Linked DNA regions of Mus musculus: all the other regions are linked to region 3. A link is a contact called in public ChIA-PET, Hi-C and HiChIP or PLAC-seq data. All regions are on one chromosome and are shown on one strand. The core of a region is the stretch at or near the end of the contact, and the rest is flanking DNA. Distances in the headings are between cores, read along the strand shown.

Evidence for each region. HiChIP or PLAC-seq counts read pairs in DNA pulled down with a chosen protein or histone mark. A called contact is a pair of places that touch in the nucleus more often than the background predicts. ChIA-PET counts read pairs in DNA pulled down with a chosen protein or histone mark.
Region 1: a contact with region 3 is called in an RNA polymerase II ChIA-PET map of memory CD8 T cells, with 70 read pairs. The contact joins two enhancer-like sites. A contact is called at or near these places in 1 of 15 datasets of contacts at CTCF or cohesin (the NIH/3T3 cell line), 5 of 484 Hi-C or Micro-C datasets (CD4 T cells, CD8 T cells and extraembryonic endoderm stem cells) and 3 of 115 datasets of contacts at active chromatin or transcription factors (differentiating embryonic stem cells, large pre-B cells and memory CD8 T cells).
Region 2: a contact with region 3 is called in a Hi-C map of epidermal suprabasal cells, with 2.7 times the contacts expected there. The contact joins two enhancer-like sites. A contact is called at or near these places in 1 of 15 datasets of contacts at CTCF or cohesin (pro-B cells), 2 of 484 Hi-C or Micro-C datasets (epidermal suprabasal cells and uterus) and 1 of 115 datasets of contacts at active chromatin or transcription factors (large pre-B cells).
Region 4: an H3K27ac HiChIP or PLAC-seq map of the NIH/3T3 cell line shows a contact between it and region 3, with 6 times the contacts expected there. The contact joins two enhancer-like sites. A contact is called at or near these places in 1 of 15 datasets of contacts at CTCF or cohesin (the NIH/3T3 cell line), 2 of 484 Hi-C or Micro-C datasets (bone marrow-derived macrophages and embryonic fibroblasts) and 2 of 115 datasets of contacts at active chromatin or transcription factors (the NIH/3T3 cell line and T-cell acute lymphoblastic leukemia).
Region 5: an SMC1A HiChIP or PLAC-seq map of the NIH/3T3 cell line shows a contact between it and region 3, with 6 times the contacts expected there. The contact joins two enhancer-like sites. A contact is called at or near these places in 1 of 39 promoter capture datasets (embryonic stem cells), 2 of 15 datasets of contacts at CTCF or cohesin (the NIH/3T3 cell line and pro-B cells), 13 of 484 Hi-C or Micro-C datasets (3T3-L1-derived adipocytes, CD4 T cells, bone marrow-derived macrophages and 7 more) and 3 of 115 datasets of contacts at active chromatin or transcription factors (differentiating embryonic stem cells, large pre-B cells and memory CD8 T cells).

Annotation. Positions count from the first base shown.
Region 1 is chr10:96,785,964-96,788,756 of GRCm38.p6, forward strand. No RefSeq gene overlaps it. Among named protein-coding and RNA genes, the nearest start is that of Gm33897, 72 kb to the left of the region's middle. Within about 2 kb of position 1,453, at least 51 of the 459 cell types and tissues checked have an H3K27ac peak or open chromatin away from gene starts, as enhancers often do. A contact at or near this core is called in CD8 T cells and memory CD8 T cells, where this site is marked.
Region 2 is chr10:97,210,837-97,213,585 of GRCm38.p6, forward strand. Gm34044 (a long non-coding RNA gene) reads right to left here. Exons shown (of 4, transcript XR_380716.2): 3 at 2,309-2,352. Among named protein-coding and RNA genes, the nearest start is that of Gm34044, 24 kb to the right of the region's middle. Within about 2 kb of position 1,470, at least 12 of the 459 cell types and tissues checked have an H3K27ac peak or open chromatin away from gene starts, as enhancers often do. A contact at or near this core is called in epidermal suprabasal cells, where this site is marked.
Region 3 is chr10:96,212,861-96,215,591 of GRCm38.p6, forward strand. No RefSeq gene overlaps it. Among named protein-coding and RNA genes, the nearest start is that of 4930459C07Rik, 12 kb to the right of the region's middle. Within about 2 kb of position 1,296, at least 167 of the 459 cell types and tissues checked have an H3K27ac peak or open chromatin away from gene starts, as enhancers often do. A contact at or near this core is called in CD8 T cells, the NIH/3T3 cell line, bone marrow-derived macrophages and 5 more, where this site is marked.
Region 4 is chr10:97,092,562-97,095,394 of GRCm38.p6, forward strand. No RefSeq gene overlaps it. Among named protein-coding and RNA genes, the nearest start is that of 4930556N09Rik, 58 kb to the left of the region's middle. Within about 2 kb of position 1,535, at least 14 of the 459 cell types and tissues checked have an H3K27ac peak or open chromatin away from gene starts, as enhancers often do. A contact at or near this core is called in the NIH/3T3 cell line and embryonic fibroblasts, where this site is marked.
Region 5 is chr10:96,827,258-96,830,100 of GRCm38.p6, forward strand. No RefSeq gene overlaps it. Among named protein-coding and RNA genes, the nearest start is that of Gm46240, 73 kb to the right of the region's middle. Within about 2 kb of position 1,519, at least 42 of the 459 cell types and tissues checked have an H3K27ac peak or open chromatin away from gene starts, as enhancers often do. A contact at or near this core is called in the NIH/3T3 cell line, bone marrow-derived macrophages, cerebellar granule neurons and 1 more, where this site is marked.

The sequences.
Region 1 (2,793 bases), core at 203-2,702, 570 kb after region 3:
TAAAAATAGGCCAAATCCCACAATGGTGTTATACTAAAACACCCTGCTTATCTATATTTGAAGAAAATTGATTTGAACATGAAACTTGCAAGGCACAAATGTCACCTGGAAAGCCCCTTCCCAATAACACACACAGATTTCATCTGCAGAGTACACATTATACCACCTGAGCCAGGAAATAAATGAATGTGTTTAATAACATGATCTATCAGACAGTAGAAAAGCCACAAGCTTATCCCAATAATAACATATAGAATCAACATAAAATTAGATGTGATTACAGTTCAGAGAGAGGAAAACAGTTCTGAAATAAAGATTTCACTTGGTTTCTCTATGTTCATAGTCCTTGTGTCTCAATTCTGAGAAAGTGAACATGAAAAGCATGGCAAAATCTGGCCACTAATTATATAATACACACTCAGTTATTCACGGGCTTTGTGATGGCTTGTTGTTTTCATGGCCAACACGAAACCTCCAGCTTAAACACATTTTGTGTTAGGCTGAAATCGAATGTAGGCTTGTTCAAGTTGCTTAACATCCTTGAACTTCTTCATCAAACTGGTAGAATTCTTAAAGAGTTTTCCGCGTATAAAAAAAAATACAGGTGGAATGTGTGGCTTGGTGTTTGATGTGCAGCACATGACAGGGAGATGGATATTATTATCATGATGGGAGAAATAACGACAACTAAGAGTCTAGAGAACTTAGTGGTGCTCTTCATTAAGTAGCTGACTGTTACCTTAGGTACTGTGGTCTCTGGGCTACAGCTTCCTCATCTTTGAACTGTCGAAGGTGGAATCATCAAGGTGAGATGTTTCTCCTTTGGGTTGTCTGAGAAAGGCTCTCAATCTGGAGCTGAGGGGTTTTGATCTGGTGATTATTTTGCTTCCACCTCCTGAATGTTGGGATTGTAAGAATGCACCACCAACCATGATTAATTCAAGTGCCTTTATAGTAATCAAATTGTCTGTCTAGATTTTGTTTCTTGTTGTTGGAATAAAACATTCTGTCTGAACAACTTAAGGGAGCAAAGGTCTATTTAGCTTAAAGTTTCAAGTCCCAGATCATCGTTTTGGGGAAGTCAAGGTGTGAACTTGAAGCTGCTCGTCACCCCCACAGTCAATAGCACAGAGAGAATGGATGCTCAGGGAACGATGTGCTTCTCTTTTAGGTTGGGTATTTTCCTATCCCTTGATACATAATTCAATCCTCAGGGTTATGCCCATAAGCCCAGGTCACTTAGACAATTCCTCACTGAGACACATCCCCAGTGACTCTAGGTTGTGTCAAGGTGACAGTTAAGAACTAACCACTGCATTCTCTTGTGTGAATGGAATCTTAGGCAAAATGCTGCTGTTTGAAAGCCATGCAAACAGAGCCGCTGAGTTGGTTAAAGTCGTAAAGTTAGAGCTTGATTACTTGTAACCACTTCCTGCGCCTGCCTGTGGCACCACAGAGCGTTAGGCAGGTGATTACAAGACACTTGAGAAGGTTTCCTGTATAATGCTGTTTGAACTGTGTATTGAGCTGGTGAGCTTTTGTTCAATGATTTATTCGCCAGTTCCAGAAAGGGACAGATGAATCTTCATAAGACTGTAACAGATGTGAACTATCAATTTTACTGGTTTAATAAATTTAATGACTGTATTAGGGTTTTGTGTTTTTGTTTTTGTGACAACTTGTGGAAGAATTTATTTTGGTTTATGGTTCCGGGGGGTTTAAGAATGGACCATGGTAGGAAGGTTTATCAGTAAGAGGCAGACATGTCAGTCAGCAGAAGCAGGAAGCTGAGAAATCCTATCTTTAAGCCCAAACATGAACTAGAGAGAACAGGCTGTAAGTGGCTCTGAGCTCTCAAACCTTACCCTCAGTGATATCCTTCATTCAGAAGGACTCCCCCTAAAGAGGGTTATATAGCCTTCCCCAACACTGATACCAGCTGCAAACTAAGTATTCAAATACTTGAGTCTATGGGAGACATTCTTAAATTCATACCACTCTGGTAACTCAATCAATTGTTCAGCACTCATAGTATCAAAGACTAAATCAATGTCCCATAATTGTTGTGTATATAGAGAAATTTTTAGTTATACCCTATACAATTATATAATTATCATAACTAGAAATATTTGAATATATATGTCTATATATATATATGTATATATATGGATGACCTGCCATTTCCTTTTCATGTGGATGATGTCATCAAATTCATATCCACCAAAAAAAGAACTCTCAGATAATCTTGTTGATAATTACTACTTTTGGGGGGAGATCCTTAATTCTTAATTGGGTTTAAAATAGTAATGTATACTGTGGGTTCTGATGTCAGTTTATCTTCAAATATCCCTTTGAGGGTGGTGCCTTTATTCTCATTTAATAGGTTTGGAAAATGTAGCTCATATTTGAGAAAGCTACTTGGAGTCACATGGTGTTTAAATATCGAAGCCCAGGTTTCCTGATTGCACTCCAGGGCGCTTTCCACGAGTGACAGGGGCAAGAGGACAATGTGCAGCCTTATCTTTTTCGAATGTGCTCTTCCTGATTTGCTGAGAGTTTTAAGCAGTTCAGAGAACTGCTCTGAACCATGCAATGACATACAGTCAATAAGCATTCAGGGCACTCTGAATTGTTCAGAGGCATAAATGGGTAAATACTCTTCACATTTTAAATGATAGTGAAAACATTTGCATTCTGATATTAATATTTATTGATTTTTTTTGAGGTTCAGTGAATAGTTTTCATGATAATTCCTCAATCTTCAGAGAAAACCTGCATTCATAAATAACAAAT
Region 2 (2,749 bases), core at 220-2,719, 1.0 Mb after region 3:
TCCCATAAGTATAACAGCAACTTCATTATTCACTAGCCTTGAAATATCAACTTAATGCACAGATAGCAGAGCTAGCATCTGACCTCATTGATTTCAATATGCTCTTGTAACATATAAGAAGCACAAATAAGATTTTGAGTTTTCAAATTCCAGTTAAAAAAATCATTCATATTTGAATCACTCTGTCTTATAGACTGATTCTCAAATACGTAAAATATTTTTCAGCTCTTCGCTACTACATATTTTTCAGCTCTTCGCTACTACTACTACGGTGGGATGTATCAAGAAAACAAACCCAATTGAAAAGCTTATGACACTGAAGCCTTAAAAATATTTATTTAATAAGAGGAGTTCATTCAACTCCCAGTTTTCTTAGCATTGCCTATATCCAGAGAGACAAAAGGAGAGAAAAGAAACCAGATGGGGCCAGGGGAGGCTGGCTTCCTACTCCTGATTGGCAGCTCACTCAGCTCCAAGGCTGGCCTGCTCCCTTTGGAGTCTCATCCAAACCATTTCAATGAATATTTCAGTGAGAAAAAGTGGACCACAGTCATTGGGAGCCATTCAGTTATCAAATAATATTTAAAACTCTGCAACCAAATGTCTGTTAAAACACAAGACGGCAAAAGTATCTAAGCACCTTGGAGACGTCATTATTGATAGACACCCAAACACTTTAGTTTTCAATTATGTAAATCTTTTGGTGCGAGGCCCAGACTTTACATCAAGTAAACATCTAGATCCCCAGAGCAATGCTTGGGCAGCTTAGCTTTCCCACGCCATTACTTTTGAACAGAAGATAATGAAAGCCATTGTTGGCTGAGATGGGTCATGCCTGGTTTTGCTTTGTTCTACTAAAAGGGTACTGAAATGGGACTGGAGGCTTAATTTTATTTATTCATAAAGCTGCCTATGCCAAATTATATTTTAAATATAATTTAAATATTAATGCGAGATATTTTTAAGCGCACACTGCCATTATCTCTTCTAGAACGGACACTGCTGATGAAATAGCCCTAAATTTGTTTGTTGAGTCTTCAGAGAGCTACTTAGCATCGTTCAACCAGTTTTTCTAGTGATCCCCATTAGAGAGATATTTCAAGCTCTGCCAAAGGTACCTCCTCCTCATGCTGTAAGGAGTCCACATTTGGCTTTTATTTTCTGGGACAGCCTTTTGAAAGGGCTTAAGGCATTTGCTTTCATTTTAATTCCTAAAGCCTTTAACATAACATTCTGGAGTGGCAGAAGAAGACTTTCTACTGCAGCAGCAACCTTCCTGGAATCAGCCGGGTACTGCTGCTTGGCACATATTAAAGCAGTAGATTTACACTGAGTGGTTCATGGCTGTGTCACCTATCAATGTGTTTTTGATATAAGAAGAGAAAGCAATTGTTTGAAAATCTGTAAGGACAGATTTTGTTGTGATAAATACAGCTTTGAGCAGTACCTGGAGCGAAGCCAACTGCTTATAGAAAAACAAGCTTATGCCTTCAAAGCTTATTCCAAACAGAGGTAATAGCGTCTTTCCACTCCCTGCCAATCTTCTGCACCATTTCCTATTTTAATTCAGTAGTGTAGAATTTAACTGCATTTAGGTTTTTGAGACTGATTTTTCTGTGTATGTGTGAATGGCTACGTCTACGCATGTGCACTCCGTACACACCTGGAGGCCAGACAAGGACACTGAATTCCATAGAACAAGAGCTACCAACAATTGTCTGTCACCTTATGGGTGCTCAGAACCAAACCTGGGATGGTGAAAGCAGCAAGTGTTGCTACCTGCTAAGTCTTCCCTCCAAACTTTTATCTACATTTCTATTGTAAATACAGAATAAAATTGTGGATGCAAATAAGTACATATACTATTATAATGCATTTTTATTCAGGTCTGTTTGGATTTACAGAGGTAAAATGCAATGAATCTGAGTAGCCACTAATTTAGATATAAATATATTTTGCGTTTCTACATGCGTGAAACAAGAGAAAACATACCATGATTAAGTGAACCTCAATCATTCAAGTATATGAAATTGTTTATTATGCTTCCCCCTGCATGCTTTGCTGAAATACACTACATTCATCATATCAGAATGCAAAATTTGTCTAGAAAAGGTGTAATTTAGCTCAACTTTACCTCATAAATGGGTCCCTATCTGTTATTTGTTCTAAGGCTATACATCAAGATGATTGTAGTATTTATAATGCAAAGTGCGGGCACAGATTATAAACTGCGGGCCCTTCAGACAGAGCAGTAACAAAGAGAGCATGAACAAAGAGAGTTCATACTTTAAATGTGGGCATTACTCACCATGGTGTTAGGGGTCAATCTCAGCCTCTGAGACCTTCAGCTTCCTGATGTTAAAACAACAGCCACAATAAAAACAAAACAAAGCAAAATCAGTAAGGGTTAAAGGCTCTGATGTATGTAGATATTGATCTCAAAACAGACTCTCAGAGGAGATTATTGTAGAGAGAGTCTGACCAGCATATCAGCTCCAAGTGCCTTGAGGATTACAAATACACATGTCAAATTGTTGCGAGATAAAGGAGAAAGTGTAACCAACATAGCTTCTGCAACATCTTTTGCTCCAGAAAACCCCAGGCAGGTGAAACCTTTCAAACACTGTCTCATTGGCAAAGGACTGTCATCTAATGTCATCTAATGTCACATAGATGTGAACATACCCTGAAGGACACAGATTCCTGTCAGATGCCAACTGCCCAAGAAAAAAGTCTTGATGACTCTGAT
Region 3 (2,731 bases), core at 46-2,545:
GTCTTTAGAACGGTCACCTTCAGCTAAGCGACCCTGTAGTGGGGTGACGACTTACAGTCAGACGAAGCTGGGCTCTGTAACATCTTTAAATATGCACACAGTATTAATACACCAGTGCAAATGCCTTATGAAAATAGAACATATTTACATATTTTACATTGCTAACCCCACTACTGTGGTGGCATGGGAAGCTGGGTAGCCAACTGATTTTTAATGTAAGATATTAGAAATACTGGCTTTCATATTCATATATATGTATGTATGTATATATATATGTATGTATGTATATACACACACACACATATAGTATGTGTGTATATATATCGTATGTGTATATATATACACGATAATATCGTAACTATACTACCTATACATGTGCATATATATATATATATATATATATAAACTAATTTGAATTGCTACTCCATTGACTAAGTACTTACGATGAATTGTATGACATACATCTCCAGACCCGCCCCCCTGCCAGCCCTGAAGGATATACCTCACTCATTTTCTTTTCTTTCAAGAAACCAATTTTGCTATCTTCAAGCAACCACTTCTTTTGTTGAAGCAAAACAGAACAAACAAACAAACAAAAAATCAACATTAAGATTTTCCTAAGCATTTAGAAACATGTCGAGCAGCCTGGGACATTCTGGAACCCTGTCAGAGCCCTGGTCTGTGAGCTAAGGAAACAATTTTGTTTGATAGAGTTACTATCTTCTGCAAAGGCTGAGTGTATATTATGTCGCATAGTCAGAGCACTGGGGGACACCCCCAGAGGGAGCTTGTGATGAGTAAATAACTTAGTAAGGCAAAGAATGGACACTGTAAAACCATTCCTTAATTCAAGGCCACGTGTTACTTTGGGATTTAAGGAAATATATTGGCATCTTCTATGTGATAAGATGCTTCAAGCATTTATCCTTAAAAAGGACTAAAACCCATTTTTTTTTCTCTCCTGTTTGTATCATTTCCTCCTCCTCCTCCTTACCCCTTCCCCCCCCCCCCAGTCCACTTTTCTCTCTCCCTCCCTCTTTCCCTCTCCCTCCCACTCCTATTCCCTCTGCTTCTTCCCCATCTCCTCTCCTCCCCTTCTATCTCTCCATTCTCCCTTCCTTCCCCTCCCCCTTCTTTCCCTGTGGTCATTGAGACGAAGTTCTTTTAACTAACATCCCATTTCCGCCAGCAGAGGGCACTGTTTGCGCGTTTAAGTAGATGTCTCCGCTTTGTTTTTCCAATGTGAACAGTATCTGAGTCACAGGCAGGCACGCTATTCGGCTGGAAAGATACTGGGGAGAAGGCCTGCCTGAGTGGTAGTGTTTCAACATCATTTTGCCGAACATTTCCTTTGTTCTCGGCTGCTTGGAGGGATGTTCATTGCAAATGCCCTTCTAGTTCCCGGTGGAAAATGTATGTTTTGAATGTGTGTTTTGAAGGCAATGGCATTGGGTCACTCAACGTCTAAATATCACAAGTGCTTCAAACCACTTTAGGTGTCAAATTCTGAATCAAGGTATCAGCCCCAGAGTAGATCGTCTTGCTCCGGGAGCATCATAAATAATTTCTGTAGCAGCATATGACATCATAAAGCAATCAGGCATTCCCTGTACACCATAATCGATGGACTTAGATGTCTTCGGATGGAAGGGTATGGTGAAAGACACTTTTCCTCTCACTGGACTTGAGCACTTTAGAATTAGTCAGTGGCTGCCTATCAAAAACGAAGTGAGTCACGTTCAACTTCCAATATATTGTGGAATATTTTCTCAAGAGTTTCATACACATCATTTATATAATATTGGATTATATATTTTGTGGTGAAGTAAGTACTTTTACATTTTTACGGCAATTATTTAAAAAAAATTAATCAAAGTGTAGATGAGAATGGCATACTTTAACAATGAAAGTCACGGTTAGTCAGATACCTACTTGACTTTCCCAGTCCTCAGTATCTCTCTCAGCTCAGGTATAACTTTTCATTTTGGAACCTGTATTTTAGTCCACCCCCCCACCCACCATCTCTGAAACAATCAGCTTGTCTTGCTATTCTCTAAGCTACTACTTTTAGATGTTAGCTGCTGTTTGACTGTAGCAGGAGTATGTTGCCCAGGGTTGTGTGTGTGTTTGTTAAAGCTCGGTCGCCAGTGTGGTGATGCTGGAGACAGGCACCTTTAAGAGAAGGTGGGGTAATTAGACCAAGGTAATTATTTCACACGGAAGGGATCAAAGCCATGTGTATGGGAACCCGCTGACTTCCTCTTAGAGTGGGTTGTTATAAAACATAACGCTCACCTTTCTCATGATCTGGCTTCCTGCCTCTGCCATGTGTTGTCTCTTTCCTTGCACTGGCTCCCCCACGGCACCATCTGCCACAGGGTAGCACACATAGGGGACTGTCACCAAGGGCCAAACACTCTAGGTTTACCCAGGGTTGAATTGTCAGACTCAAAAATTGTAAGCTAAACAGATCTCTCATCATTCCACAACCCAAGGTGGTTTGTTAGAGCCAAGCAAAGCGGGATTGTCTAATACTGTGAATTGTCCTTTTGGAATGTACCGATAGATAAGACTCTCACCTCTCTGTCCCTCTGCTCACCTTATTTCTGTCACATCTCTGTTGGTTACCTGTTCAGCTGTAGGAAGAGCACTTAGACCTTCCATGGTGAGCAGTCTACTCTGAGTGGCCTTGCTGTTCTCCGATGCCTTCTGCCGCCCAGGTTTAGTAAAT
Region 4 (2,833 bases), core at 285-2,784, 880 kb after region 3:
GAAGTTCTTTCCAAATTTCTACCTTCCCCTCCAGAAACGTTCTTAGTATGTACTTGGTGAACACTCCAGTGCACTGAAAATGGTAAGCCAGATCAAATTCAAGCAACATCCAAAGGCAAAAGTCTAAACATCCATGCATTCATTAACCTAACCAATCCTCTATCCATTCGTCCATTTGCTATCAAGGTGGCTGTCTACTTTGGACCAGACAGAATCCTAGGAACAAGGGCCACTGAACACGACAACACTTGTTCTTTGCTTTTATTGATCTTGCAACTGAAAAAACACAGCCAAGCAATAAGTACACAATGAGTGTTTGTTAGTACAATGGAAAATAACCGTTGGCTGGCTTATAGCCAATGATGAAGATTTAGGTAGCTATCTAAAGGTGGAGAAGTCGCTAAGAAAAGGTTAAAGAAAATATAATCTGAGAAGGGAGAAGAACTTTTTAAAATAGTTACATATTGTGAGTAGAAGTCAGAATTTTAAAAGAATTATAAAATATATATGCATGTGATGATGGGATGTGGGTACTGGGCAATAAGAATAATGGGAAGTAAGTTCACATAAGTAGTTATGGACCAGATTAAATGAATGATAGGTCAGTATACCACAATTAAACATTACTGTGAATGATTTAAGAAAAGACCCTAAAAGAAAGGGAGTGAAATTATCTAGCTTACTTTTTGAGTTGGCCAACAATCCTTGCTTCCAGTAAAATAGAGAATATAGATGAAAAATGCAGATCATTTAAAAAGTAGTTATAAGACCACCACAGTATTGTAGATGAGTCTGAGAGTAGATTGGACTGAAGACCTTAGAGTAAAATGGAGACAGATGAACAAATATGTTGTAGACTTGGGATGATGCCTTTGCCAAAACATTTTTATGTAGACATTTGAGAGTCTAGAAGAGACAAGGGTGATTATAGCATTCAATGGTTATCAGAGAAAGTCTACAATAATGTGTCTATTCCCTCAAAAGAGGGCATTCACGGGTCAAAGCAAAGGCTAACCAAGTTCAGGTTGGAGACCTAGTGAGTTTATTAGACTGATTCAGAGGACCACAAGTTAGGACCATATGTAGGAGCATGAGTGACTTAAAGGCAATTGCTTCAATTTGAAGTCCCACTATCACCATGAGTGATAAAATATAAAATCTGAAGAAATACCAATGAGTTCCATTTCCGGTCAATATTTTCACCTCCTCCAAATTCTACTGCCCCTCCTAAACTGCATGCAGCTGTGGCAGGAGGGAGGAGAGGCTGGCATGCCAAGTTAGGATCCAGTAATTCTCTATGATTATTCTGTAGGTGAACAGTAACACATCATTGCTAGACCTAGCTATCACTGTATCAGTCTGCCTCTTTGCTTGTCACGACTTCCCACTAAGACAGACTATAGGTTACCATAGCAACTCTGCTTCATGATGGTTAATGGTCGTGACATGTCCAAAGTAAATAGTTTCACTCTTACAATGGATGTCAATAGGAAGTTCAGCTGCAATGGTTTCTCATTTCATGCACTTTGGTTACTGAGAATCCTAGGAATTTCTTTCTGTGGACCTGGTGAGGTGTATGAATCAGGGTATTGGATCCCCTGTGGTTTGTGTGGACATTTTACTTCCTATTCATTCGTTCTAGCCTCCCCTGGCTTTACTCTTCCCAAGTCAGCTCAGCTCTCCCTCATGTCTCCTTTCCTATGGATCTAAGACATCTTCTGAGTCTTCGAAGAGCTGACTACCTTGCTGGTTCATTATGCATTCACTTGCACTCTGCTTGTTTTTCCCCCCACGACTAGATGTGAGCATTCTAATACAGAAATACCTTTGATTGTATTCTTTTTTGCTGTCTTTTGTGCAATTTCCTCCATCTGTCTTGAAGGTGCCTTTTGTTGTTGTTTTTTGTTTGTTTGTTTTTGTAATAGAAAATAGTTTTTCCTTATACACTGTATTCTGATTATGGTTTCCTATCTACCAAATCCTCCCTATTTGTAATGTATTGTTAGTTACACAGAGGGAGTAGCCATGAGGTACTCCATGAGACTAACAGGGATATATGGCAATACACATTTCAAAATCCCTGGGGCTTGAGGTATAGCCTGGTGGTAGAGCACTTACTTAGACTTAGATATCAGCTTTCACTGTTGAGAGAAATGCATCGTGTTCCTTGACTTCTATGGTTCTGTTCCCCCTTAGCTCAAGTAGAGAAGTTAGAATGAATAAACTTTAAGTTCCTTTTAGATTAATAACAATGATCAGTTAGTTATAGGTTCTGGACAGACGCTAATAGTTCTCTGACCAATATCTCTCAGAAGTTGAGGAGAAAATGTCCGGTGGAATCATTCTTAACTTACAGTCATCACTTAGATTCCAAGATACAAAAAGAGGATCATCAAAAATGCCAAGATTCTATTTGAACTAGATGCCTTCTAGAAAAGAAGTCTTTCTAGAAGGTCCCTGTGTGTGCTGAGAACTAGGACAGTCTGAAAGCAATGGTATCTTCTGGGAATTAGAGTTATTAATAATGCTGGCTTCCTCTGAATAATAAAGGCATTAGCTGAGAAGGAACTCTGGGAGAGAAAAGAAGGATGAGTGAACAAAGGAGGATAAAAATACCATAGACAATGCAAGCAGTCCCCTTACTCACAATGGAAATATGACACACATTGGGACATCCCAGAAGTAAGTGTGGAGGCACACATGGTAAATGGAATATATAACTATGAGCAAACACCCTCCACACTTTGAAATCTGTGAGTTCAGACAGTACCCTTGAAAACAATGTTATATAACTGGAGATGATGGGACTGTATTAATTTCAAATATCTGCTGG
Region 5 (2,843 bases), core at 269-2,768, 610 kb after region 3:
CTGTTAACATTTGTCTCTTGAAGATTTTAGTAGTAAACAATTGCTTGTGTAGATATTTTAGAAATGAACACTGATGCCAGTCACTAAGCAAATAACCATGGAGCAATTCAATGGGAATTGCGAATGTACTTTCAGACAATTGACTTGGCTCCTGAAATGGGATCCACAGCAGATACTGTTTTGTGTTTTCCAGCTTCAATAGAAACTCAGGGTGATAGCAGCCCCAGACAACTGCCTCATAAAACCTTGTGAGAGACTGTGAACCCAACCATGATGCTCCCGGTTGCCTGGCCCCTAAGAAAGTCCATGAGATAATTAACATTTGTTGATGTTCAGCAATGGGTAGCTCTTGTAATAACATTCATGGCAATAAGAGGTCAAGGTATTCATTAGAAAATGGCCAGGGTGCCTTGCACAGAGCCAGTATGAAATCTGGGAAAACTGAAGCTGGATTTCCTGGGGAAAGAGGATTTATCTGAGATGAATGGCCTGAGCCAGACAGAACTGACCGTGCGCGTGTGTATGTATGTGCACATCTCTCTCTATGTCCACAAGAAGAGTGCTACAGATAAAAAAGAAAGGGAAAGTCAACTTTGAGATTGTAACTTGTACCAGTCTTTTTCTTTTCAAGTGTGTTGTGATTCTATAGATCATTTTATTCGTGAAGAAATGCTTAAAATACAAAGAAATGCCCCTCTCGGGATCCACAGAGAGGACAGGGTGGAGCTGGGACAGGAACTCGAGCTGGCCTGAGTTCCATAGTTATTATTATTCTGGTGTTAACTACATGCGTATGTATGTCTGTGTGTAGGTATGTGCACGTGAGTGCAGGCTCCCCTGAGACTCCCAGAAAGCATCAAACCAGTGGGCACTAGTGACCTTCATAACCGTGGTGCGGGGAACCCAGCTCCTGTGCTCTGCATGAACAGTAAGCCCTGGGAATCACCAAGCCATTCTCTAGCCCCCATACTTCCTCTACTGCTGCACTTGTAGGTCAAGGAAGGAACACTTGAGAGGATGTGATCAGACATCAGATAAATAAAACTGCTTGAGGGAGAAGCCATTTTGCTTTGTGAAAAACAGTGGAAATGAGTTTGGGAAAGTCTTGGTTTTTCACATATAAATTCTAAGAAAGCAAATTTTCTATTGGGTATTTTCAGTTCATATATATATATATATATATACATATATATACACACATATATATATATACATATATATAAGTTCTTATATGTATATATATACACACACATGTACACATATTTATTTGTGTGTATATAGAGAGTATATGTGCATGTATATATATAATTTCTAATGAACATGTAAGGGAGATGATACTTCTGATCATTCTACAGAAGAAAGATAGAAGGCAAATAAGGTGTCCTGTGCTCATGACACAGAGCCAAGGTTGAATTTCAGGCAAGCCTAATTCTGAAGCCGAGCTCGCTCTGTACACCTGTGGTCCTGTCATGTGGCTTGTGCTGGTCTCCCTGGAAATCAGGCACAGTCAATCAGCTGCCCCTCGTCTCCTTATGTAATAACCTGGAGAGTAGGGAGAGCCATCTGTTTCAAGAGAAGCATATTTGAGTCCATAAGGCAATGGGTTGGCAGAGAACAGAAGGATTATGACATTGCCATTTGGTATCCCTGACTTAGTCTGCATTTGTAAAATAGAAGTACGTGGTCAAACATGTTGATTTCAGAAGGCTACCATTATCACCATCCAGAGGAAAGCACAGGCCGCGGTACATCATATGGAGAATAAGGGATATATTTTAGGAGGATGACTTCAGCCATGAGGTTTTTGAGCTTTTACTTCCTGAAACCTTTGCTTCCAAAATGACTCATGGGGTAAGAATATTTTGATATTGAGACACACGAAGCAGAAAAACAAGCACAGGGGAGAAAGTTGGATTGGTATTAAGAACACAAGATCACACAATGATTGAAACATTTAGAACCAGAGCAGTGGTTTCAAAGGAAGACTGTAAATATATTGAAAATTCAGAGAGCTTTCAGGATGTTTACATACCCAAATTCAACCCCTGGCAGGCTCCAAGAACGAGACCCAGGTCTCCAAGAAGTTGCTCTGGGGACCAGCCTCCGTTTAGAGTCACTGTCTGAGAATTTGAAAGCTTATCACGGGAGGTTTATTGTTAGCTGTTGTTTTAAGTTTATTTTTGTGGTCTTAAAGACTAAAATCACGGTTTTCTTTAATTGCCTTCTCAGTGTTGAAAGCTGTCTAAGTATTCAGTATCTTTTCTTGTCAATAGCCACTCTTTGAAATCCTGTCCTTGATAAAACACTGGCTACTATGAAAATAGGAAGGTGGATGTCCATTGTCTATCTTAATATAGTTACATTTAATCAGAAAGAAAAAATGAGATTAAAAGTGGCAAGAAATAGGTCAGCCATTTAATAAACTAATAGTTTTGTTTTGTTTCGTTTTTTAAAGGAACTCCAATTAATTCTTTGGCATGTTCCCAGAACCCCTAAAACACGTGCTGAGCATGTTATATACTCAGAGTACCTAAACAGAACTCACCTGTAGTCTTCTTGGGATTTTCTATGTCATCGCTGACTTAGTAATAGCTCCAGTTCTTATGTTAGAGAAGGGAATTCTTGTCCATTTTCAAATGGATGAAAACTATTGAGAGAGATTTGGGTCCTACATTTTCTCCTGTTATGTAGGTTAGCAAGGAAGTGGCATCGGAGAACAGACCGTAATCTTTTTTTTTTTTAATTAGGTATTTTCCTCGTTTACATTTTCAATGCTATCCCAAAAGTCCCCCATACCCACCCCCCCAATCCCCTACCCACCCACTCCCCCTTTTTGGCCCTGG